2 separate regions of the Gasterosteus aculeatus genome follow, and region 2 is linked to region 1. Evidence: chromatin contacts called from public Hi-C data. All regions are on one chromosome and are shown on one strand. Each heading gives the region's core, a stretch centred on a gene start, on an enhancer-like site or on the middle of the called end of the contact. The rest is flanking DNA. Distances are from core to core; before and after follow the strand shown. Region 1 holds the start of nectin3a (nectin cell adhesion molecule 3a). Region 2 overlaps LOC120828018.

Evidence for each region. A called contact is a pair of places that touch in the nucleus more often than the background predicts.
Region 2: a contact with region 1 is called in a Hi-C map of whole body, with 2.8 times the contacts expected there. The contact joins the enhancer-like site here to the promoter of nectin3a in region 1. A contact is called at or near these places in 2 of 6 Hi-C or Micro-C datasets (skeletal muscle and whole body).

Annotation. Positions count from the first base shown.
Region 1 is chr1:13,406,853-13,412,461 of fGasAcu3.hap1.1, forward strand. It overlaps nectin3a (nectin cell adhesion molecule 3a), which reads left to right and starts at 2,528. Exons shown (of 6, transcript XM_040179576.2): 1 at 2,528-2,767. The coding sequence starts at 2,680.
Region 2 is chr1:13,457,099-13,462,955 of fGasAcu3.hap1.1, forward strand. It overlaps LOC120828018, which reads left to right. Exons shown (of 14, transcript XM_040191304.2): 5 at 43-178; 6 at 467-636; 7 at 729-1,010; 8 at 1,164-1,460; 9 at 1,553-1,837; 10 at 1,958-2,120; 11 at 2,700-2,860; 12 at 3,033-3,108; 13 at 4,217-4,244; 14 at 4,401-4,760. The coding sequence ends at 4,550. It overlaps rrp8 (ribosomal RNA processing 8), which reads right to left. Exons shown (of 8, transcript XM_040193624.2): 8 at 5,110-5,669. The coding sequence ends at 5,556. Among protein-coding and RNA genes, the nearest start is that of rrp8, 6.5 kb to the right of the region's middle. Within about 2 kb of position 3,238, at least 5 of the 9 cell types and tissues checked have open chromatin away from gene starts, as enhancers often do.

The DNA.
Region 1 (5,609 bases), core at 1,278-3,777:
AAGTATTTTATTTTTTATTTAAGAGACCTCAGTGAGGTCACCACAATTACTAAGGTCATGGGCCATAAATGCTCATGAACTATTTAGCGCTGCTGGGGGCGTTTAAGCATTTCTTACAGCAGAAATTCTGTAAGCTGTGTAAAATAAGCCTCACTGAAACTATTCCACTGACATAACATTAACACATTACATGTTTTGTGGAAGAAAATAGGATGTTATTCATCATCTCATGGATACACGAGCCTCCTCCCTGCACTGCCGTTACTGTTCCAATGCAAAGTAGCCCGGGAGGGGAGATTGATTGGTGAAAAGGGCAGCACTTTCACCTGGGGGATTTATAGCTCTTTGAGGATATAAATAAACCGCCGCAGGGTATAAAGGCTGTTGGTGACATATCATGGGTCATGCTTTAATCACAGTGATGCTGAGTTATAGAGCTGGTTGAGGCAGCGGGTTAAATTTTGCAGCAGATTGGAGGCTCCCTGGAGAGTTTGTGTCTCCTGATGAGGTAATACGGACTCCGAGGACGTCACAGAGGTGCGAGATGGGCAGCTCAACGTGAAGGAATCTCATTGAGATGAGCATTTTTGCTTATGTGCAGAGAATAAATATGATGTGCGTCTAAAACTGCTGAGGAAGCATGTTTATCAGTTCATGCTGCGGTGCATGATAATAACAGTGCCGCCCGCACACAACGCCGGATTCCTGAATGTGTAAAAGCTGTAATTATCTCAAAGAAAAGAACAATGCAGGAGAGTCCTTCATTACTACTTCCTTTTAGGAGAGAGTTGTAGAAATGTGCACATTCTGAGAAACAGGAAGCACTTCATCACTTTTGTTGCGTGTGACTGATTTGTCCTTCATTAGCAAATCTCCTGGGGTCCATATTAACTTTTATATTCAATTCCTGGATTTTTCTGCAGTGTTAAAATACTTTTAGAACATTGGTTACAAATTACCTCCAAAACACGCACGTCAGCCATCACTGATAATCATCATCATGTTTATTAATTTGAATATTTCTGTGGCGTTAGGCTGGTTAATACATTTTAGTATTTGCTGCTTATGTTCTTCGACCCTAAATTTATTCAGACAATACATATGTTTAATTTTGGTAAACTTTGGTATAGGTGAGTTTTTTAAAGTCTGAGAGCCCTTGGAAATGTGTAACTGGAAGTCAACATTTGTATCGGTTTTAATTCGAAACCTTCATAGAAAAACGTGATCTATGACTAAGCTAGGCTGGTGGTTAGACTGTTGTGTAACCGTTTGCCAGTCTGAGAAAAAAAGGATCCCTTTTAAGATCTTCAGAGTGCCTGTTTTTGCTAGTATGTCCTCATAACGAGGGGATTCCCCACTCAACCAAACAATATTACGCCTGTATATTATATTATTTTTTTAGAGAAAGCACTCCTGTAAAGTTAACTTTTTTTATAAAACACATGTATATATTAAGCAGTTATCCACCTATTTAGGGTCATACAAATCCTGTAGGCGGGCCCACAACTTGTAATCATTGGGCCCTTATCATGGGAGTCTATGTGGTGCATTAGCATTGAAACCCATATAACTAAACAAATGTAGAATTAATCAAATTAACTTAAACTAAATGTCATGTGGAGAACCTGGAGCCCTCGGCCCCCTGAGGTTTTGGGGCCTCCAGCATAGGTCCTATTTGACAACTTAAGTCCTCTTTGCTGTTTTTAAAAAGTCTCATGAATGACGGTCTGGTTGCCAATGTTAATCATTGTTGTGAATTGCCCTGGTACTGACCACATTTATGTGTACTGCACTTGAATATGTTCAGGCCGTGTAACTTTCTACTTGTATTTCACAAAAAATTAGAAAGATTCTCAACTGTAAAAAACCCCAATTAGGATCGGCCTTGACTGGCCAAGTAAAATATGACACATAAATGCATTCACATTGATATTGTAATATTATGGCATAAATTAGTAAAGCCCATTGGGTACTTTGACAACTGACCAATTATATACTACCCGCATGTTATTGCAATACTCAACTAAATACTATTGTCAATGCCATATTTTACTAGAATGAGTAGCAAGTAAGTAGTAAGTAGAAGATCTTTATAAAGTAGAAACACCACAGTGTGGAAATACTGCATTTAAATGTTTACTTCAATAAAAAGGTATTAGCATTGGAATACTTCTTCGAAGTAAAATAACTTATTACGCAGAATGGCTCACATATTATATACTGGATCATACATTTGGATGCATTAACGTGTAACGTTACACCTCTTTTTGGTTGCAGATGGTGAGTTTGGCGAGTTTTATATACTGAAGGGTAGACTCCCTGTGTAAAATGAACTTTCTTCAAAGGAAGTATTGTAGAAAGGAGACCATATTACAGTTACTTGCAGATGAATGAAAATTTTGACAGATTGATAGATAGATAAATAAATATTATTTTGTTAAAAAGATATCAACATAACACTTTTATCCCCATCGTACCTGCATTTCGGAGCTGTCCAGCGGCTGCTTTTGATCAGTCTTGTGTCCAGCAGTAGTGGTGCAGCCCACGCCGATAGGTTGCCACGGAGAGCAGCTCCCCCCAGGAGCGCGCGCCAGTGGCCAGAGAGAGAGAGAGAGAGAGAGAGAGAGAAGAGGAGAGGACGGGTCAGAGCGTGCCAAAGCGCACAGAGCGACGGGAATCATGGAGAGACGATGCCCGCACGGGAGGACTTGGCCATCTAACGGACTGCGACTTTTAACGTCACTCCTCACCTTGTACGGACTTACCCGTGAGTTAACGGTTTTTGTTGTTGTGACGTTTGGCCTTTGAAAGAAGTCGCGCACAAGCCGCTGCCGTTAGTTCACCGACGTTAGACCGGGCTTTGTTTCAAAGAATGCTAGCTTTATTCGAGCTAACGACTCCCGTCAGTGAAGAGTTTGCGTCACGCCGGTGGGAGAGTGAAGTTAGCTAGCTCAGCTCACAACGTTAGCCGAAGCTCGCATTTTGATACAACTCCGTTAACGTCGCCAACACGCGCTCGGGTTTAACGTTAACTTGGACCCACGAAGCGACGGGCGGTGACACACAAGCAAACTCAACTGAAGTTAGACTTAGACATGCAGAACCGCGGCACGCGGGGCGGGGGGATAACTTCAGGCGCAGTCACACGCACGTTCTGAAGCCAACGTGTACGTTGTTTCCTATGCGTGTCCCATCACTAGTTCGCTGACGAGCACCATTAATTGGTGTTGGTACTAAAATGTAAAACTGAGCGTTGCTTCCGTCGCCCAACGGTGAGAGCAAAGGGGAACTCCTTTTGTGAAAAGTTTGCTCAAGTAGTTGTTGGACACAGCTGAGGGGGAGGAGGGGGGTTGATTATCGTTATGTGGTACGCGAGAGGCGGCGGAGACCCTCGCTTTAGGCGTGAGGGGTGGGCAAGGGGAAATGAAGACATATTTTGTTGAGGGACGGCACTGCAGTTGCAGAGTCTCTGAAAGTATTGACCTGCAGTCGGGCTGCGTGCCAGACGGAGCACCTTCCATTACTGAGAGTTCTGCTGTATACAAACAACTGGTGGGCCGGGATCGAAATGGGTGATCGGCCTGCTGAAACAAAAGAAGAGTGCAAGGACAATACCTTCAAATCGAGATATGCCATGGCAGCAGTTTCTTAAAATTACACAACTATTTCCGTAATGACTGACATTCTCCCATGTATGGCAGCCATCCACCACTGCAGCTATTTCCCCTGTTAATAGATAATCTCCTGGAGAATAAGACATGAGATAATAAAAAAAGAAAACTGACCACACTCGTTCAAGATTAAAGAAACCATCTTTATGGTGTGTGTGTGTGTGTGTGTGTGTGTGTTTATATAGCATTCTTCTAGAAGGCAGAAAGTGAGGCTGATACTGAAGAATGGGCAAACTACAACCATCACTATGAAAAGTTTCATAAATGGTCATTAGTTGACAATGACAATTGACATTTTTTTTAATTTTATGAATTGGTTTTCAAACATGCCTTTGGCACTTCTGTTGTACCAAAAAATGCAATACATGCTGACAATATCCTATTGGCATGGTAGTTTCATTTGTCAAGCTCCTGTGTGTGTTTGTCTGCGGCTGTAGCCAATTTCATATTTATCATATTCATCATTTGCACACTTACACTTGCTACACATACTTTTACAGAGACCTCTGTAAACCTCTTGTTTCAGAGAACAGATCAGCAAAGCATTGTTGTAAACTAACTTGATGCAGCAAAGGTCCCAATGCAGTGTGTGTGTGTGTGTGTGTGTGTGTTTGTGTGTGTCCCACGCAGGTTTTCAGTTAAAAAAGTCACCTGGACAAGCTTATTATTAACACAGAGGACAAACTAGCCAAAGGCGATCAGTTTTGGTGTCGTGTTTGGAGCAGAAAGCGGGGCAGGTTTTTTACTGTCAATAACATATGGTGGAGCCCATGTGGCCCAGGCTGACTGCTTTGTTTTTACCGGAGCACAAGTGGGCAGAGGAACCCGCTTCGACTGTGTCCATTTCAGGTTCCCTGTAGTGTCGACGGCTCTGTGAGGAGGGGATTTATTTGAGGCGTGGCTACAGCCGGTGAGGTTTGTAATTGAAGACCATGGTTTTGTGGTTTCTTCTCTTTGGGCCTCATAATTCAAAATCTAAATAAATAATGTTGTAATGGAGCCACTTAAATTACAGACTCCAAACTGAAATAGATTTGAAAAAGCTGACCAAATTTTTTCCTCATCAACGTGATTGTGTGTAATTGACAGTAAAATGGTGCCACGTAATTAGTTTTGTCATCGCTAATATGAACCAAATCGATGAATGTGTGTGTACACCACATGACAAGGGACATTTCTGGTCAATTCATGTTTTGTGGTTACTTTGTCTGGCATAGGTGATTGGATAACTGAATGTGGCCCCCAACACTGAACATTTTAGAACAGATTTATCTTCCAGTCCACTTCCTCCCTGACTAATTACAGCGTTTTATTACACTGTGAAGAATTTTGTTACAATTAATTCTACTTGATTCCCATCATAGTTTCACCATTTTTCCAGTCAGTCTTCTTCCAACAAGGATTAAGCATGACTTTGCAAAGTAGACCAAATTCTGCTCCACTCCCGAAACACGCCCGCAAACATCGAAATGTCTCTAATGTCTGGTGTTAAGTATCCACACTAGTTATTTTCTGTCTGAATTATATACAAGAAAGGGCGTTGAAGTAGGTTTTAGCAACGGATTTACATCTGTCCTAAAGTCCCAGCTGTGGCATTCATCTGATCCCCTCGTTTCATCTTCAATCTCAGCTGCGAAGCAGCCGACTGAGAACTCCTAATCACATCAAATGCATGCAGTGTTTTCTTTTTGAAGGAAGGCCATCAGCAGATGAGTTGCTTTATTGTGGGACATGGAGGCGGTGCATGTGTGTGTAGGGTGGGGGGGTTCAGGGAGCAGGCTGTGGCCACCAGCTTATGTTGACTCCACCCGTTGCTTCCTCTTCTCCGACAGATGTGACTGACTGTCGGAGGCTTTGTGTGGCAAGCTGCTTCCTGGTGGTCCATCAGTATATTCAGAGCTGTAACACCACCCCCCCTTCCAGTCCTAGCTTATCCCC
Region 2 (5,857 bases), core at 1,988-4,487, 51 kb after region 1:
GGAGGTAGAAGTTTCATAAAAATGTGCTTTATTATTATGCAGATTTGTCAGAGGTGGGAAGCGACAGTGATGACCTCCGAGCGGCTGAACCTTTAGAGTTGCAGGAAGGACGGACGGACGTTGTCATCAGCCTGCCCGTCACTGGCAACGTGCCACATTACAACGTTACCTGCAAAAAGTACCCGTAACTGTACTTATTATTCTTTTTTTTTCTTTAGTTCTCTTGTTTTTCCGTTCGGTCTGGTTTTCTTTTTATCTTGAGAAAAAAGGAGAACAACATGGGGAAACGATGTGTACCTTGTGAGGATGTGTTGACTCGTTTGGTGGCACCAAACCACAGGTGACAGACGGCAGGAATCAGATACCAACTTGTTTCCTGACTGAGAGTCATATTTTCTACCTCGGGTGATACACTACAACTGAAACATGGAGTCTTCTTTGTATTCTTACTTGTATTTCCCTCCAGAGACGACGGCCCCTTGCCTGACGGTGTTGAGCTGTTTGGCAGCAGCCTCACTCTTCAGGGTCCTCTGGAGCTTCAGCACGCCGGCCTGTACGAATGCTTCTTCTCCTATCACCACGTTAAAGCAAACCTGACGATCCGTGTCACAGTTAAACCTCAACGTATGCTGCCTGGTAGGTGAAACTCTTCTTAAAAGACTTTCACGGGCCACATTTCCACATCGCGTGACCGTGAGACATCAACATGGAACCTTCTCTCCTCCCAGTTGCTCCAACAATTGGAGTAGACTTTCGGACTGAAGACGGACACAGGCTGATAGAGTGCTCAGCAGCAGATGCTGTACCTGCAGCCAACATGTCCTGGCTTCTACCAGAGGGTTCGTCTGGAGTTTCTTGGTTCAATTTCACTTCTCATAATGGAAGCCACTCCGTCAGGGGAGTTTTACTCCTCCCTGCCTGCTCGCCTTGGGAGCTCACCGCAGAGTGTGTAATAAATCACCCGGCGTTCGAGGGGCCGGCGAACAGAAGCATCACCCTCCCTCCCTGCGGTATGTTCGACAAATCAAATCAAATTTTGTCTGAGGAGCGGACGTTTTTTGGCCGCACAAGCGCGGTCCGATTTCCATGTTATCTTTCTTATCTTCTCAAAAGAAACCCCCTGGCTTCCTGTGGTGTTTTAAACTCCTTCTTTCCCCACGCAGCCTGCCCCGAAATCACCATCAACTCGAGCACTGAGTGGACGGACGGCGAAGAGTTCACGAAGGTGGACTGCTCCGTGGAGAGCGTTGCCCCGGCAGCAACCGTGAGGTGGCATGTTGGAAACAGCAGCAGCATCGGTTACCTGTCTGCGACTGAGGTCCGGCCCGATGGTTCGGTGCGGGCCCGGAGCTCCGCGCGTGTCCCGTCATCTTCGTGTTGTGGTCAGAATGTGACCTGCACAGTGGAGCATCCAAGCCTGGAGGCACCAGAAAAAAGAACAATGCACATTCTTTTGAACAGTGCGTGAGTTCTTTCTTCAATCTGTGACTCATACTAACTCACGCAGCTGCTTATCCTCTTCCTCTTTGTCACCCCTTGTTTTCTTTTGCAGAAGCCCCCCTGCTGGCTGTGTCTCTGGTGAGACAGCAGGAGTCTCCTCTCTGGCTGGCGGTGTGTGACTACAGCGGAGGGGGCGTTGGGCCTGACCTCGCCTGGGTCCTTCCCGAGAATGCCAAAGGCCAAACATCCCTGCATTCAGAGCATGAGGGCTGTGTCATCAAAGCCAGGCTGACTTATCAGTTTCCTCTGGCCCTTCATGAGGGGCAGGACCTGACCTGTGCGTATCTTTTGGAACGGGGAGTGACAGAGAAAAAGACCATTCACATCCCCAGATACTGTGAGTTTAGAATCGATACCTGCACATTAAAGTTGCACCAAATTTAGTGATTCACGTGAATTGATTCTGCGATATGTAGATTCAAGGTTCAGCTTCATGGTTAAATGGGCTTTTCTGCAGATATCTCCTCCGTCAGAGTCTTAAATCACACGACTCGTCTGCAAAGCCGCTACGTTGGTGAAACCATCACGCGTAGACTGGCTCTCAAGGAAAACCATCACAACCAAAGAGTGCTGCTCCGAGTCGAAGGCAACGTGCCAGAGTACAACCTCGTCTGTGAAAGGTGATGCAGCCACCGTTATCTACCACCTGATGAGGAGGCAGCTGTGCGCACAGTGTACAGTAAAACATGAAGGCTTTTCCCAGTTGTAAGGAGCTATCACACCAAGAGCTATCAGCCTGGAGATGTTTCCATGACAGGCATATCACCCAGAATAACTTTAGGTTTAGAGATAATTTGTAATCCCATCAATGTGGGTACTGCAGCCCTTTGGGTAAAACTACACACACACACATTCTCTTGTGAATATTCACCAGAAGACCAAACGTGTTCAAATCCACAGCTGGAAATAGACCCCAACTAATGCACATGTACTCCTATTATGTATTTGAATAACTTTTCAAAAAAAAAATAAGAGTGATGTACTCGACAAACAAGTTAACAAACAAATTGAACTTCATATTATGGCGCAAACTCCAACATCCATGTCTAAAGTGTTGGAACAGATGAGCTGTAAACAGAGTTTAAAGCACTGACTCATATAACGTTGGATTATGTCTTTGTGAGTGATTTGTTCGGAATGAGAAAAATATAAAATGCTCCTTCTGAGACAAATTCAGCTCAAAGTGACTTGTGTTACAGGAGCGATGGCGCATTTGCCCAAATGGAGGGTGATGCGATGGTCTTCCAGTCCCGGCTCACGGAGCGGGATGAAGGCCTGTACAGCTGCCGGGCGTCGTTTTATCACCACACGGCCACCGTCCACATTCAAGTGGAATTCACCAGCGAGAAACAGCAGCTCGGTGAGTACGGACCATGTTGTGTTTGTTCATCTACAATCAGAGCGACTTGTGTACTCAGTACATTCCGATCGCATCAACATGCTGAGGAATGCTTTTCATTATGAAGTTTGCTGCGACTTTAAAAAAAAATACATTCGTGGCTTTAACAACTGTGTCCGTGTGTGTGTTTTAGCTCTTGCTGTAGTCGTCGGCCTTTCTTCGGCCTTGGCCGGCACCCTCGTCCTCGTCCTCACCTCCTGGGTGTGCTGGTGAGTTAATCACCTGCACAGGTAACGGTGGTTGCAGCACGGCAGGTGACGCGTAGACCAGTGAGAACGGCGCTGGCGGTGGCACAGAACACGAGACAAACAGGATGCGCGGATCGTTAACCCGAATGACCAAAAAACCCCAATCTCATGCTGTTATTCACAAACAGGAAGCAGTGTGGCAGAAGGCAGACAGCTGCCTCTGCGCCGCAGCCCTGTTTTGCAGACAGGTAACACATTGTAGATGAACAGATTAATGATTCCAGTTTCCTGCTTTGGCTTTTAGCAGTGTTATTTCTGGCACTTTCAGCAGTCGGCTGCTGTTTGTTGGGCCAATTATGGACCAACGCCACATCAAGAAAGCAAAGGTCAAAAGTTCACAAGTCCACTACTTCAGAAGTATAATAAAATTCAAACTGCCAGTCACCATGAGGAAAGAAATAAAACCCATCTCTTCAGCGTGTCACTCGTCTTTTACGACTGATGTGGGACATCTGTCACAACCCTAGAATCGTTTAATGGCTTCTGAGTGCAGAACTTTCCACATATTTCCTGTTCGCTGCCAAATCTAAGTTCAGGCCTGGATGTAAATGAAGCCACACAGTGAAGCACAACAGCAGTTCAGAAGCTGCCTCAGTAGGCCCACTTCTCTGGTCAGAACATTTAGTCAAGGTGCCATTGTGCTCTTATCCCCGGCTGTGATGGGCGGGTCCTGTCAGGCTAATTTGGGAAGGTCAGTCACACGACGTACAACAGGCGAAAACATGACTCCCCAGGAGAAAAGCTATTTTGGAAACACCGTCAACCCCCCTTTGCAACCTCTCTTCCAGTACTGGGGACACTTTTTTTGACGGCCGCGGGTCTTCGTTGCGTTGATGTCTCTAAGGTCCTCGTGTACAAAGTTAGCTGCTGCGTCTGACGTGAGATCAATGGCGAGGGCTCAGGTCACCCCTCGCTGTTTCCATCCATATTCCTGAAGCACAACGCGGTCACGCCTGCAACTTGTTTGTCAGGTTAAATCACAGTGCCATCTAGTGGTAAAGTTCAACACTACAATCTCCTTTAAAAAAAGTCAATAATTCACATAAATTATTTCTTTGTTGTTTTACAGCAAAATACATAGCCGGTCCCATTATAAGGTAAGACCAAATCCAGTTAAGATGAAAGCTTGTTTTCCTCCAGAAAAAAAAAGTTTTCATTGGGAATATTATTTTTCTATTATCCAAATCTAAAAACAGCAGTCCCTCAACCAGTTGACTCTCTCTCTCTCTCTCTTTATATATATATAAATTCAGAAAAAGGAGTCTCTCGCTGCGTTGACATCTCTGATGCAAGAGCCCGGCTCCCCTGAGGTAAAGAAGTCAGCAGTGACGGAAAACAAAAGCGAGGAATATGGTCCGATGGTCAGCTACTCCATTGTCTTTGACATCAAGAGTACAGTGTGAAGATGAAAGGACTTTTGATTGACATTCTGCTTTGCACTGTGAACAAAGCTATTGATAAAGGCTTGCTGGAACTGCAGTGTATTTTTAGCATAAGACGTGAAATAATCCTTTTTATGTACTAAAATGTGATTTAATCCTAATGAATTTGAATGATTTCAATGTATTACTTCAATGTATTTGTCAATAAAATCATTTTAATATAAATGTAAATTGCTGTTTGTATCAAGTTGTTACCACGTAACTGGACCAAAACAATCTCCAGATAAAGATAACTGTAACCGTAGCCTCCCACCATCTGAACCTCGTGATATCTTTGGTCATCTAAATCAGTGAGGACCACCTGCTGTGGCAACCAGAGTTAAGTCTATGAATACAGTCTCTTACAGCTCATGAACCACCCCCCCACCCCCCACCCACCCATCCATCCACCACACACACACACACACACACACACACACACACACACACACACACACACACACACACACACACACACACACACACACACACACACACACACACTGTTACACCCTCTTGTGGCAAATTGTCACACACACAATTGAGCAAAACAGGTTTTATTCTAGACCACAAAGTACAAATCAAAAATCTATTTCTTTTCAATGTCCCTCTCAGATCAAAATAAGAGTCAGTCAGTCCTCCTGCACTGTAAAGCATACAGTCATGAAACATTTAAGAGTAAATTTTATTTTTTATTCGACAGGATGAACTTTACTAAAATGGTAGCCTGCATATGTTTAGGCTTTCTTTGAAATAAAAAATGTTTTACTGATAAGCTCATATCTACATTGATGTATGAAAAACAATGTACAATTAATGCAGAAAACTCAGCTGTCAAATCTGTGAATTACAGAGGCTTGAAAGTGTGGCAATTAAGAACAATACATTTAGACACAAATGTACAACTGCTGCTTTGGAAAACGGTAGATTGAAGCAGAACATTCAAACACACTGCTTCAAAAGTCCATGAAGTCCTCCCACATACATTCATCTTTTCTTGTAGAGACAGGGCCTCAACTGCAGTCCAAATTTCTTTATGCTTTCTGGAGCATCTTGCACCTTCACTAATTCAAAGGAGTAGAAATGAGTGCCCTCTGTGGACTATAGCGAGACAAGAAAAGAAAACACAAACCACTCTGTCAGTTCCAAATATTCACATCAGATAGATTAAGGTATGGTTAAGATCTTAAGATTGAGCCTTGAAATGTACATACAACTTACATATATCTTACAGTTATCTTGGATGTTTGTTGCAAACAACAAACCAATTTACGGAACATATTTTGTGC